Linked DNA regions of Salmo salar: region 1 is linked to region 2. The links are chromatin contacts, called in public Hi-C maps. All regions are on one chromosome and are shown on one strand. The core of a region is the stretch at or near the end of the contact, and the rest is flanking DNA. Distances in the headings are between cores, read along the strand shown. Region 1 holds the start of ctgf (connective tissue growth factor). Region 2 overlaps LOC106607751 (mitogen-activated protein kinase kinase kinase 5).

Region 1 (6,377 bases), core at 493-2,992, 59 kb before region 2:
ATCACTTATCCCAAATTGGACCCCAATTGCACCGCATGTGGAATGTTGAATTTGGAATGCTTGCCATGGCCTTAGCTTGAGTTTCAGACCCCTTTTAGCCACCATTGAAAACCAGAGAGCATGACATTAAAGGTTAACAGACCTTACAGTATTTACCTATGCTCCATTGAGTAAGGAACGTCTTGGGGAGAAAGGAGCACACCAGCAGGGGGCTTAGAAGAGAGAGAAAGAGAGAGAGAGAGAGAGAGAGAGAGAGAGCACTAATGAGAGCTCCAGGACAACAGCCTAAGACAGGGAATCTGATGCTAACACACAGCTACGTCTTACCACACACAATGTTTGATTAAACACTGCCTTGTGGAGGGGAGTTCAGTTCATCCAACCCCTCAATGGAAAGCCACACCGCACTGTTATTGGTTCAGGAAATCGAGCGCATTTTCAAATAGGGCATTGCGATAAGCTGCTACTATTTGACATGACGGGGTTAAGGAACTGGCAGCCTCTGTTTGGCCACAAATGAATCTGTGTTGACAGACAGGGTACATTACCATCCCACACACTGTCCGGCGAGAACGTCTCAGACAGTACAGACCCTGAGGAGCTCCTACTGTACTTTCTGCACAAACCACACTGGAAAAAAGGAAAAGACAGATGCTGCTAGTGAAGATTCCCATATAAGGCCACGCTTCCTCCCAGTCGGTGTGTCCATGCAGTAATAGTATGTCTGCTGGCGCAGCCGCACATTCCTCCAGCTCTGAGTTTTCTCTGGGAGTTTTTCATTTCCGATTCGGTGGCTGGTGAGGAGCAGGGCTGCCTTTCATAAGACTGAGGTGGAGAGTCTGGGGCTTGTGTGATCGTTTCTTCAAAAATATACAAACCCCCAGAGTCTAGCCGCTTTCCTGCAATCCTCAAGTCTGCTCAGTGTTTAGATACTGACGGAGCAAAATAGAATCCCACACCAGGAATGTAGTACAACTATGCTTTAAAGTCCATAGACTAAACCTTATTAGTGAGGTGAAAGCGCACGGCTATAAAAAAAAGTATGCGATTAAAACCAATGAATAGAACTGATGAGAGTCTGTTAACTAGACGGTGGTGTGGTTTTATACTGTACAAACCCCCTTTATTAAGGACTTGTTGATTAAATCCCAACACCCATGACTTGTTAGACTTAGGAAGGCTATTGTATGATCGCATACAATACATATCATACATCTGTTTCTCTGTACAGTATGTTCTTTTCCAAAAAGAAAAACAGTCCTGAAGGTGTACAGGGGTTTTTATAACGGTACTGTTTTGTAACGGTGGACTACACTACAGCCCTTCCTTTCATAATAAAATGCACATGCAATAATAGATATTTAAAGCCTTTGAAGGCGCTAGTGTAAAATCTATGTGTGATGTGCTAAGAGAACAGAGAGGCAGCTATTCCCAATAACAGGGGAGGTTTACGGTCTCTCTCCGGGATACAACACAACCGCCGATTACACATAAAAGGGAAAGTTGAGGGATAGTGCCAAGAATGCACTTTTATTTTGATATGTGACAGCACTTTGGCTTCAGACAGGAGGAATGCGATATGTCAGGGAGAGCGAGTCTAGGAGGGGGGCAGGAAATTAGGAAAGAATGCCAAGAATGTCCATGTTTGTCCAGGACTCCATTCAGCCACTAGCACGTCACTGCAGCCCTGGGTGTATAAAGGCAGGGAGAGCGCCTAGCTTCAGACACAGAACAACTCCTCATCCAAGAGAGAGCTACAAGAGCAGCAACAGCTCTACTACTGAAGCTAAACTCTAGCTTTAACCAAGAGAACTACGAGAACTTAACTGAGAAAGAACCAAAATCAGAAATTTCTTAACAACGAGATCGACTCGATCAGACGACAAGCTCCCTGACTACTCGCAAGAGACTAAGGAAGACTTTTGAAGAGCCTGAAGACTTATTTTTGTCTAAGATACTCCGAGAAAAACCCAGAAGAAAAGCAAAATGTCTGCTGGAATGAACATGAGGCTGATTTCTTTCTTCTGTCTCACTCTCTCCTACCTGGTAAGACCCTTTTACTGAGAATGTCAAGTTATATGGGAACTGTATTGCTGTGTCTATGCGCCATGTACCAGACAGATAGCCACGAGCTATCAGCATGTCTAGCCTATTACAACAGCAGTTGAATTGTAAATCGCTATATTTTGTTAACACAGTTACAAAAGGCTGTATGATGCCCTAGCTCTTGGGGCTGATGAACTGTAACATTAGTAGTAGTTGTGACCATGTGACCAGGGTCTAACCATACTCCTATCTCTTTGTCCCTTAGGCTGTGGCTCAGGAGTGCAGTGGGCAGTGTAGTTGCCCTGATGTGCCCCCCCAGTGTACCCCTGGTGTGAGCCTGGTGCCCGATGCCTGCGGCTGTTGCAGGGTCTGTGCCAAGCAGATGGGCGAGCTTTGCACAGACAGGGACATGTGCGACCCCCACAAAGGACTCTTCTGTGACTTCGGCTCCCCCATCAACCGCCGCATAGGAGTCTGCACAGGTAAGTCACTCTCAACAGGCTTCTTTGTCGTTCTAATACTCTGACTCTGATTATTTTCCTCTGCTGGTGTTTGTGTGACTGGAGATGTGACATTCTCTTCTCCTCCTCCCACAGCTAAGGGTGGCGCCACCTGTGTGATGGGTGGGATGGTGTACAGGAGTGGAGAGTCCTTCCAGAGCAGCTGTAAATACCAGTGCACGTGCCTGGACGGTGCCGTGGGCTGTATTCCCCTGTGCAGCATGGACATCCGCCTGCCCAGCCCTGACTGCCCCATGCCCCGCCGCGTCAAAGTGCCTGAGAAGTGCTGCGAGGAGTGGGTGTGCGATGCCCCCCAAAACACAAACATCTTTGTGGGCTCTGCTCTCGCTGGTGAGTTTCAGTCTTAGACACATACAGTAGCCTACATTCTAATCATGTAATCTGGTCAGCTTTTGAGTGTAGAGATAAAGAGTCTTATGTCACTTCCACTTCTTTGCCTGCAGCTTACAGAGAGGAGGAGACCTACGGGCCTGACCCCTCCATGATGAGGGAGAACTGCCTGGTCCAGACCACTGAGTGGAGCGCCTGCTCTAAAACCTGCGGCCTGGGCATCTCTACCAAAGTAACCAACGACAACCGCGAGTGCCGCCTGGAGAAACAGTCTCGTCTGTGCATGGTCAGACCCTGCGAGTCCCACATGGAGCAGAGCATTAGGGTAAGCGCGTTCTTCAACCACTACCCAACCAACCCTTTCATTACAATAGAAACACTTTGTCAAATCAAGAGGGAAGGAACGGTCACTAATAATGACTTTTTTTTTAACGCTTTGCTCTTACAGAAGGGAAAGAAATGCATCCGCACACCAAGAGTGTCCAAGCCCATGAAGTTTGAGATCTCTGGCTGCACCACCACCAAGTCCTACCGCCCCAAGTTCTGCGGAGTGTGCACCGACGGTCGCTGCTGCACCCCCCACAGAACCACCACCCTGCCCATGGAGTTCAAGTGCCCCGACGGCCAGGTCATGAAGAAGCAGATGATGTTCATCAAGACCTGCGCGTGCCACTACAACTGCCCCGGCGAGAATGACATCTTTGAGTCCATGTACTACAAGAAGATGCTGGGAGACATGGCGTAAACAATTACGTCACCTAACAGCAAAAACAACCAATGACTCTTAACTTGAATCCAACAGATATCCATCTCATCTCGCAGCACAGCATTTGTTTGTCTTTTGGGTTGTAATTTTCAAATTGTGTATTTTGTACAAGGACAGAAATATATATGCGTATATTCAATGTATGAGTGTATTGATGGATGTTTAGGGCCACTTGCCCTAAAGAGGGGGTGAAAGACAGGGGGCTGCTCTGCTGCCCGAAATAGAATACTTACTGCACTATAGTTCTACTATGTGACAACCTATGTTGTCACTAATTGGCTGATGCCATGTTCCCCTCCCCCTAAACTGTGGCAGGCACCTAATTAACTTGGGCTGTGTCCAACCTCTGAGCACTTGCAGTAACGAAGGGTGAAGACTTTCAACCCCCAGTACGGAAACTTAAATCCTTAACCCACCAGAGTACTAATTGAACGTGCCCTTGTGTATAGCTCACTGTTTGCAGATCCTAACTGTTGCAGTGCTAACGACAGGTCATGGTTCAGCCCATGCTGAAAAACAGCCGTCCTTCCAGACAAGGAGCGTAGTGTGCATGCTTTGAGGGTATGCCACAGCACTGAGAAAAGAGGTATTTGACTTTGACTGACTGATTCAGGTTGCAAGGAAGGAATCAGTATTTTGTCGAAAAAAAAAAGAGACTGGATGATTTGTAGCTTCATTCCTTTTTATATGTATTATTGATGCTGTAAATATTGTACATATTATTGTACAGTTGTTTAAGTTAATTTAAAGTTTTAAAAAGTTTTTTTTGTTTTTCTCTTCCTTCAATATGTTTATTGATAGCTTATTTGCTGTGTTTGACTGTTCCTGTGACAGTTTTGTGTACTATTTTATTGAGAAGTGTGACAAAAAAGTTACATGTTTTCACTTTTGTAGTTTGGAATAAAATATATTTTTTATATAAACATGTCTTCCTTTCTTTGTTTTACTCTTTTGACTTTAAAAGTAGCCTACCCTACAGAACTTAATCTACTCACACCCAAATGATATCCCAAACTTCACCATATGAAATCAGCCACTAATAAGTTAGCACATGTTTACAAAGCAGTTAGGTGTTCCCACTTTCAGTTCAACAACAGCAGTCAGGCCACTGAAATTCCACTCATTGGATTGTGTGCGGTCCAGGTCCATGCTCTGTCAGACCACCTAGTCTCTAGTAAGGTGTAGTCTATGTGTCACTTTTTAGCCACAAACACCAGCAGAAGACTGCCAGCCCATCCAACAAAACGTTTTTCTAAAGTCCTCTTCCCTGTGATGTGTGGATGGAGCGGTGTGCTGCCTGTCCATTTACACACTAACCAGACTGCAGACTAAGGAAACATACTCTGGCAGCGTCTGAGGAAAAGAGCAGTCTAACTGGCAGCCTTGTGCTTTAACACTCACTATCAGTGTCCCGCCACTGGGAAAACTCACACCACACTGAACTAGGCCTGGTTCAACGTCAAAGACAACACAGACAAATATATGATGGGGATCGGGAAACGGGACTTACCTCATACCAAAGGATAAGCCACAAAAATGTGTACAGTAATTGGCTGATTAACACAGTGTAAATCCTTTTCCTGTCACTGAGTAGCAGGGTCGTTGGTTGCTTTCCAGACAATATTAAAGTTGGATCTAAAACCTGTAACTCTCCACAAAGGGCTCTTTTCATCTGCTTTTTTCCCTCAAAGGTCTTGACTGAATTTAGAATTAGTATGGCTCGTGTTGTTGTTGGGGGGGTGACTACAGTGTGAGACATTCATATCAACAATATAGTGTGATATGTCTAATTAATGATATTGAGGAGGCTTTAACTAGTTGAATGTGCCTCTGAAGCTAAGCAGGGTTGGTCCGGGTCTGTCCCTGGATGGGAGACCAGATGCTGCTGGAAGTGGTGTTGGAGGGCCAGTAGATGGCACTCTTTCCTCTGATCTAAAATATATATATATCCCAATGCCCCAGGGCAGTGACAGGGGACCTTACCCTGTGTAGAGTGCTGTCCTTCGGATGGGAAGTTAAATGGCTGTTGTGACTCTCTGTGGTCACTTATACTAAGAGTAAGGGGTATTAACCACAGTGGCCTGTCTAAATTCCCAATCTGGCCCTCATGCCACCTAATCATCCCCAGCTTCCAATTGGCTCATTCATTGCCACATCCTCTCCCCTGTAACTATTCCCCAGGTTGTTTCTGTAAATGAGAATGTGTTCTCAGTCAACATACCTGGTAAAATAAGGGTTAAATAAATTACTTTGAGAACATAGGCCACAGGCTACTTAGATGATCAGATATCACAAATCAGGTCAGATGTATACTCTGTCACTGGTTGATAAGCGAAAGCACACATATCCCTTTAATTGCACCTCATGATTTGAATAAAGTCCTTCACCTGTAGTAAACGTTATCCCTCCAGAATGATCTTCCTTGTAGCGCTCTAAACGCTCGTGCCTTCTACACTTCCTACATTGTCCTGCATACTGCGTTTAGAATGAACCTGTACTGCCCCTCAGTGTCTATTCAATGACCTGGTGTTTTCACATAAACACATGCAAAGTTCTTGAGTTATTGTCTCGTTTGTGTTGATGACAGAGTCAACCGTTGTAGTAAAATGCTACCCCCGAACTGTTTTGTCTCAAGGTTCTCTTTGAAGCTAAATGTAACTAAGGTAGCAACATTTGACAGGGGAGCTATTTTAAAATCATATAATTGTACCAAA
Region 2 (5,832 bases), core at 359-2,858:
TGTAGACGGAAGAGGGATGGTAGGCAGCATAGGAGGAAAAGCATACGGCATAACCCTATTTTCTAGGGCTGTGACGATACCAGTATCACAACAACAAAAAATCCATGGCAAAAATGTAAACACAAAGCAGACCAAACTCTTCAGCCCTTTAAAAATCCGCTGTATGTAAAATATTTTTGGGACGAGATGTACGAACCAAAGGGCTACCACGGGCCCGGGTCTGCGGGGCAGGCAGAAGTTGAAGGCTTTGCCTTCTTTCTTGCGCATGACACACTTCTGCGGCATGAACAACTCATCGGGTGTCACTGGGACATCCAGGAGGTCCACATTTACTTTGTCTGTTAAGCTGGATAAGCTCAGCCAAAGTGCCCTTTCACCCACTACTGCTAGGCTCATGCTATAACCACGAGCTTGAATGGCACTATGGGAGGCACGGAGATTTAGGTCTGTAATCATACAGCTCTCCTCCAAAGCATCTGGCCATGGGTGTCCTGCTCCAGTTGCTTCCCCACCTCTTTCAGTAGCTCAGCCTGATAAACCAACAATAGAGGTCACATTGAGAGCTCCGATTGCTTGGGCCGAGGCCTTGTACATTTTCAGAAAAATGGAGACAGTAAAGCGCTGTCTTTCTAGGGAGTGAGGTGCCGGTGTCGTTAGTAAAATGGCGTGAGGGGCTGAGGTGGTAAGCCAGTGACGGCTCCACATTGGGAGGGTTAACAAACCCGGATTCCTCCATATAGTGCATGTTGTGCATATCCAGGCTCGGAGTGCCTCTAGCAAAAATCTTGCTAGTGAGGGTTTTGTCCCACAAGCTCTTAGCTTCCCTGAAGCAAGCTGGTACTGTGGGTAGCAGTTGTTTTACAGGGGCTGTATGAGATGGGAGTCTCTTCCAATCGCATAGGTCCCTTGACGGGCCCCGAGCCCCTACAGGAGACGGCCACCAAACTCCAATGGAGTAGGGGGTGGCTTCACTGCTCTCAAGGCCGTCCGACCTGCGGGCGAACCGGATCGTCAGCCCCCATCTCGAGGATAACTGTGAGATAAATCCCATTGTCATCCTCGGCACCCCCTAGCTTGCTTTCCAGACACTACATCGTCAGACAGTGAGGTGAGGAAGTCGAGTCTATCCATGACCTTGCCCCAACTGGACTCGTTTACGGGGAGCTGAGCCTCAGATTTCACTGTTGCTCTGAGGCGAGGGGCTATCGAAATAGATGCTCATTTAAGCCTTCTCTGACCTGCCCTAGTTTGCAGTGATCACAGCACTCGGCCGTCAAAAGCCTCTTGGGCGTGTTCCTTTCCCAAACAATTGATGCATTGAGGGTGGTAATCCTTCCACAATCATGGAACCGCAAGCGCAAAAACCTGGGAGTTCAAGTGCCAGGCTCTTCCTGGGATGGCAGTGGCCATTGTGAGGAACAAGGCTTGCTAGGAGGAAAAAGCAACGCCTGTTGAAAGAACAACAAGAAGCAGGCCTGGGCTAGCTAGACAGAAGCCTTGCTGCTGGTGGCTAGCAAAAGGTAGCTTGTGTAAATGGCGTTTAAAGCTAGCTAGTTAGAAGCATTGCGGCTAATAACTAGCAATAATGAGCACAATAGAACGCTATAGCCAAGAGGCTAGTGGAGCCTTAGCTAGCTAGCAGCTACCTTGTGGTGAAGGTGTGCTGTAGCTATCTCAGTGCTAGCTGAAGGAAACCATGTGGGGGCACAGTGAGCCTTCAGGTAGTGTGGTCCCGCAACCGAAGGAGCCGTGAGGCTGAGACGGTTGGTCTAGTTAACACAAACGGGTGAACGTAGGTTAAGCTAGACGTCCAGAAGGGAACTAGCAATGCTACCATGTTGCAGGTAGGGTATGCTAGTGAGCTTAGCTTGCCTCTCAGCGAGCTAGCCAAGTTAGCCTTGCAGCGTGGGCTAACTGAGTCTCAATAGTTAGCCGTGAAGCTAGCTACCAACGGAGACTGAGAAGTAGAAAAGGAATTTCTACACAAACAAAAACCTTTAGGTCCGTACTCAACCTCTCGAAAGGGTCTGAAGACCTACGTTCAGCAGCAATAACCTTTCGGTTTGCTTGTAAGCAGGAAAACAGGGATCCAGTTGTGCTGAGAAGAGCTAGAGAGCAATGCTCTTCGCGAGAATGACCAGAGGGCGGGAAAGTGGCTCCTTATAAGGAAGTGAGGGGCTCACCTTATTTGCCACTCTACCCGTCTGTCTCCAACAGACGCTTTTGATAGGTCCTTCCAAGAGTTGGTGTTCCTGGTGAATCCCCATAGTGATACATCAAAAGGAGAACAGAGATTTGTATTTAACAAGAATATTGTATATACTAGTCAGATGCCATTATAACAATTGCATTTGAAAGATTATTGTAGTCATAGACTGATCTTTATTGAGGCTTGTGATGTTGCTGTCTTGGTTTCATGTTTCCTATTTCAAAGTGCAGTTTAGCTATTGCATATGAACTAGTTGTCATGCTATTGCTGTAACGGTGTAATGACGCATCACGTCTCCTTACCCAGAGCTGAGGCCCCACTTCAGCCTGGCCTCGGAGAGTGACCCGGCCGACCAAGATAACGTTGACGTTGACGATGACGTTGAGCCTGAGGATACCGCCGCCCACCAGAGCAGAGCCCCTCCCAACACTGACACGGTCGCCACCTCCGGCGTGAGCACACTCAGTTCCACTGTTTCACACGAATCCAATAATGCCCAGCGCTCCGTCACCATAGAACTAGGCAGGATGAAGCTGGAAACCAAAAGGTGGGTCGCCGTGCGGTCATAACCATGACAACAACTGTCAGACACAAAAGCAGAGATTTATTCCAACAACCTTTGCTATTACACTGTGATGGATTAGTAACAGATATTTCATGTAGCTTCACATTGTTTCCTCACCAATGTTAATTCTGTTATGTAGAAAGGTCCCAACACAGAAGAGAAAATATGTTTATTTTCATCATGGCTATCGCTGTGGCTGCAGTAGCCATGTCTAGTAGTATTGTGTTAACTCATTGAATGACCCTATGGCTCCCCCTCCCCTCCTCTCTCCCTGCTGTGTCTGCCCAGGCTAATGGAGCAGTTGCTGGAGAGGGAGAGAGAGTACCAGGCCATCCTCCAGCAGGTCCTGGACGAGAGGGAAGAGGGGATGAAATTACTGAGGATCTGCTCAGAGCCTATCTGTGAGCACATCTCAACATACACTACACACCTTCCAACATACACTCAACAGCTCCCAACATGCACTACACAGCACCCAACACACACTACACACCTCCCAACAAACACTACACACCTCCCAACATACACAACACACCTCCCAAAATACACTACACACCTCCCAACATCCACTACACACCTCCCAACATACACTACACACCTCCCAACATCCACTACACACCTCCCAACATCCACTACACACCTCCCAACATCCACTACACACCTCCCAGCAGACACTACACACCTCCCAGCAGACACTACACACCTCCCAGCAGACACTACACACCTCCCAGCAGACACTACACACCTCCCAGCAGACACTACACACCTCCCAACAGACACTACACACTTCCCAACAGACACTACACACCTTCCAACAAACACTACACACCTCCCAACAGACACTACACACCTTCCAACATCAGCGGTGTAAAGGACTTAAAGTTGAAGTCGGAAGTTTACATACCACTCCACACATTTCTTGTTAACAAACTATAGTTTTGGCAAGTCGGTTAGGACATCTACTTTGTGCATGACACAAGTAATTTTTCCAACAATTGTTTACAGACAGATTATTTCACTTATAATTCACTGTATCACAATTCCAGTGGGTCAGAAGTTTACATACACTTAGTTGACTGTGCCTTTAAACAGCTTGTAAATTACCAGAAAATGATGTCATGGCTTTAGAAGCTTCTGATGGGCTAATTGACATCATTTGAGTCAATTGGAGGTGTACCTGTGGATGTATTTCAAAGCCTGTGTTCAAACTCAGTGCCTCTATGCTTGACATCATGGGAAAATCAAAAGAAATCAGCCAAGACCTCAGAAAAAAAATTGTTGACCTCCACAAGTCTGGTTCATCTTTGGGAGTAATTTCCAAATGCCTGAAGGTATCACATTCATCTGTACAAACAATAGTACGCAAGTATAAATGCCATGGGACCACGCAGCCGACATACCACTCAGGAAGGAGACTTGTTCTGTCTCCTAGAGATGAACGTACTTTGGTGTGAAAAGTGCAAATCAATCCCAGAACAACAGCAAAGGACCTTGTGAAGATGCTGGAGGAAACAGGTACAAAAGTATATATATCCACAGTAAAACGAGTCCTATATCGACATAACCTGAAAGGCCGCTCAGCAAGGAAGAAGCCACTGCTCCAAAACCGTCATTAAAAAGCCAGACTACGGTTTGCAACTGCACATGGGGACAAAGATCGTAGTTTTTGGAGGAATGTCCTCTGGTCTGATGAAACAAAAATAGAACTGTTTGGCCATAATGACCATTGTTATGTTTGGAGGAAAAAGGGGGAGGCTTGCAAGCCGAAGAACACCATCCCAACCATGAAGCACAGGGGTGGCAGCATCATGTTATGGGGGTGCTTTGCTGCAGGAGGGACTGGTGCACTTCACAAAATAGATGGCATCATGAGGAAGTAAAATTATGTACAGTCGTGGCCAAAAGTTTTGAGAATGACACAAATATTAATTTTCACAAAGTTTGCTGCTTCAGTGTCTTTAGATATTTTTGTCAGATGTTACTATGGAATACTCAAGTATAATTACAAGCATTTCATAAGTGTCAAAGATTTTTATTGACAAATACATGAAGTTGATGCAAAGAGACAATATTTGCAGTGTTGACCCTTCTTTTTTAAGACTTACAGGCTCTAACCAACATCCTGACTGATGGCAGCCCATTCTTGCCTAATCAATGCTTGGAGGGTTTTTGTTTGTCCACCCGCCTCTTGAGGATTGACCACAAGTTCTCAATGGGATTAAGGTCTGGGGAGTTTCCTGGCCATGGACTCAAAATATTGAGCCACTTAGTTATCACTTTTGCCTTATTGCAAGGTGCTCCATCATGCTGGAAAAGGCATTGTTCGTCACCTAACTGTTCCTGGATGGTTGGGAGAAGTTGCTCTCGGAGGATGTGTTGGTACCATTCTTTATTCATGGCTTTGTTCTTAGGCAAAATTGTAAGTGAGCCCACTCCCTTGGCTGAGGAGCAACCCCACACATGAATGGTCTCAGGATGCTTTACTGTTGGCATGACACAGGACTGATGGTAGTGCTCACCTTGTCTTCTCCAGACAAGCTTTTTTCTGGATGCCCCAAACAATCGGAAAGGGGATTCATCAGAGAAAGTGTCTTTACCCCAGTCCTCAGCAGTCCAATCCCTGTATCTTTTGCAGAATATCAGTCTGTCCCTGATGTTTTTCCTGGAGAGAAGTGGCTTCTTTGCTTTCCTTCTTGACAACAGGCCATCCTCCAAAAGTCTTTGCCTCACTGTGTGTGCAGATGCACTCACACCTGCCTGCTGCCATTCCTGAGCAAGCTTTGTACTGGTGGTGCCCCAATCTCGCAGCTGAATCAACTTTAGGAATCAGTCCTGGAGCTTGCGGACTTTCTTGGGCGCCCTGAAGCCTTCACAAGAATTGAACCGCTCTCCTTGAAGTTCTTGATGATCTGATAAATGGTTGATTTATGTGCAATCTTACTGGCAGCAATATCCTTGCCTGTGAAGCCCTTTTTGTGCAAAGCAATGATGACGGCACGTGTTTCCTTGCAGGTAACCATGATTGACAGAGGAAGATCAATGATTCCAAGCACCACCC

The links. Hi-C and Micro-C count contacts between places; a contact is called where the count stands out from the background.
Region 1: a contact with region 2 is called in a Hi-C map of muscle, with 9 times the contacts expected there. The contact joins the promoter of ctgf here to the enhancer-like site in region 2. A contact is called at or near these places in 3 of 3 Hi-C or Micro-C datasets (blood, gill and muscle).

What each region holds. Positions count from the first base shown.
Region 1 is chrssa06:60,357,506-60,363,882 of Ssal_v3.1, reverse strand. ctgf (connective tissue growth factor) reads left to right here and starts at 1,742. Exons shown (of 5, transcript NM_001139999.1): 1 at 1,742-2,046; 2 at 2,312-2,528; 3 at 2,643-2,897; 4 at 3,011-3,222; 5 at 3,346-4,586. The coding sequence starts at 1,987. The coding sequence ends at 3,642.
Region 2 is chrssa06:60,298,992-60,304,823 of Ssal_v3.1, reverse strand. It overlaps LOC106607751 (mitogen-activated protein kinase kinase kinase 5), which reads left to right. Exons shown (of 30, transcript XM_014205044.2): 26 at 2,516-2,756; 27 at 3,063-3,175. Among protein-coding and RNA genes, the nearest start is that of lrp11, 9.4 kb to the right of the region's middle. Within about 2 kb of position 1,608, at least 11 of the 13 cell types and tissues checked have an H3K27ac peak or open chromatin away from gene starts, as enhancers often do. A contact at or near this core is called in gill and muscle, where this site is marked.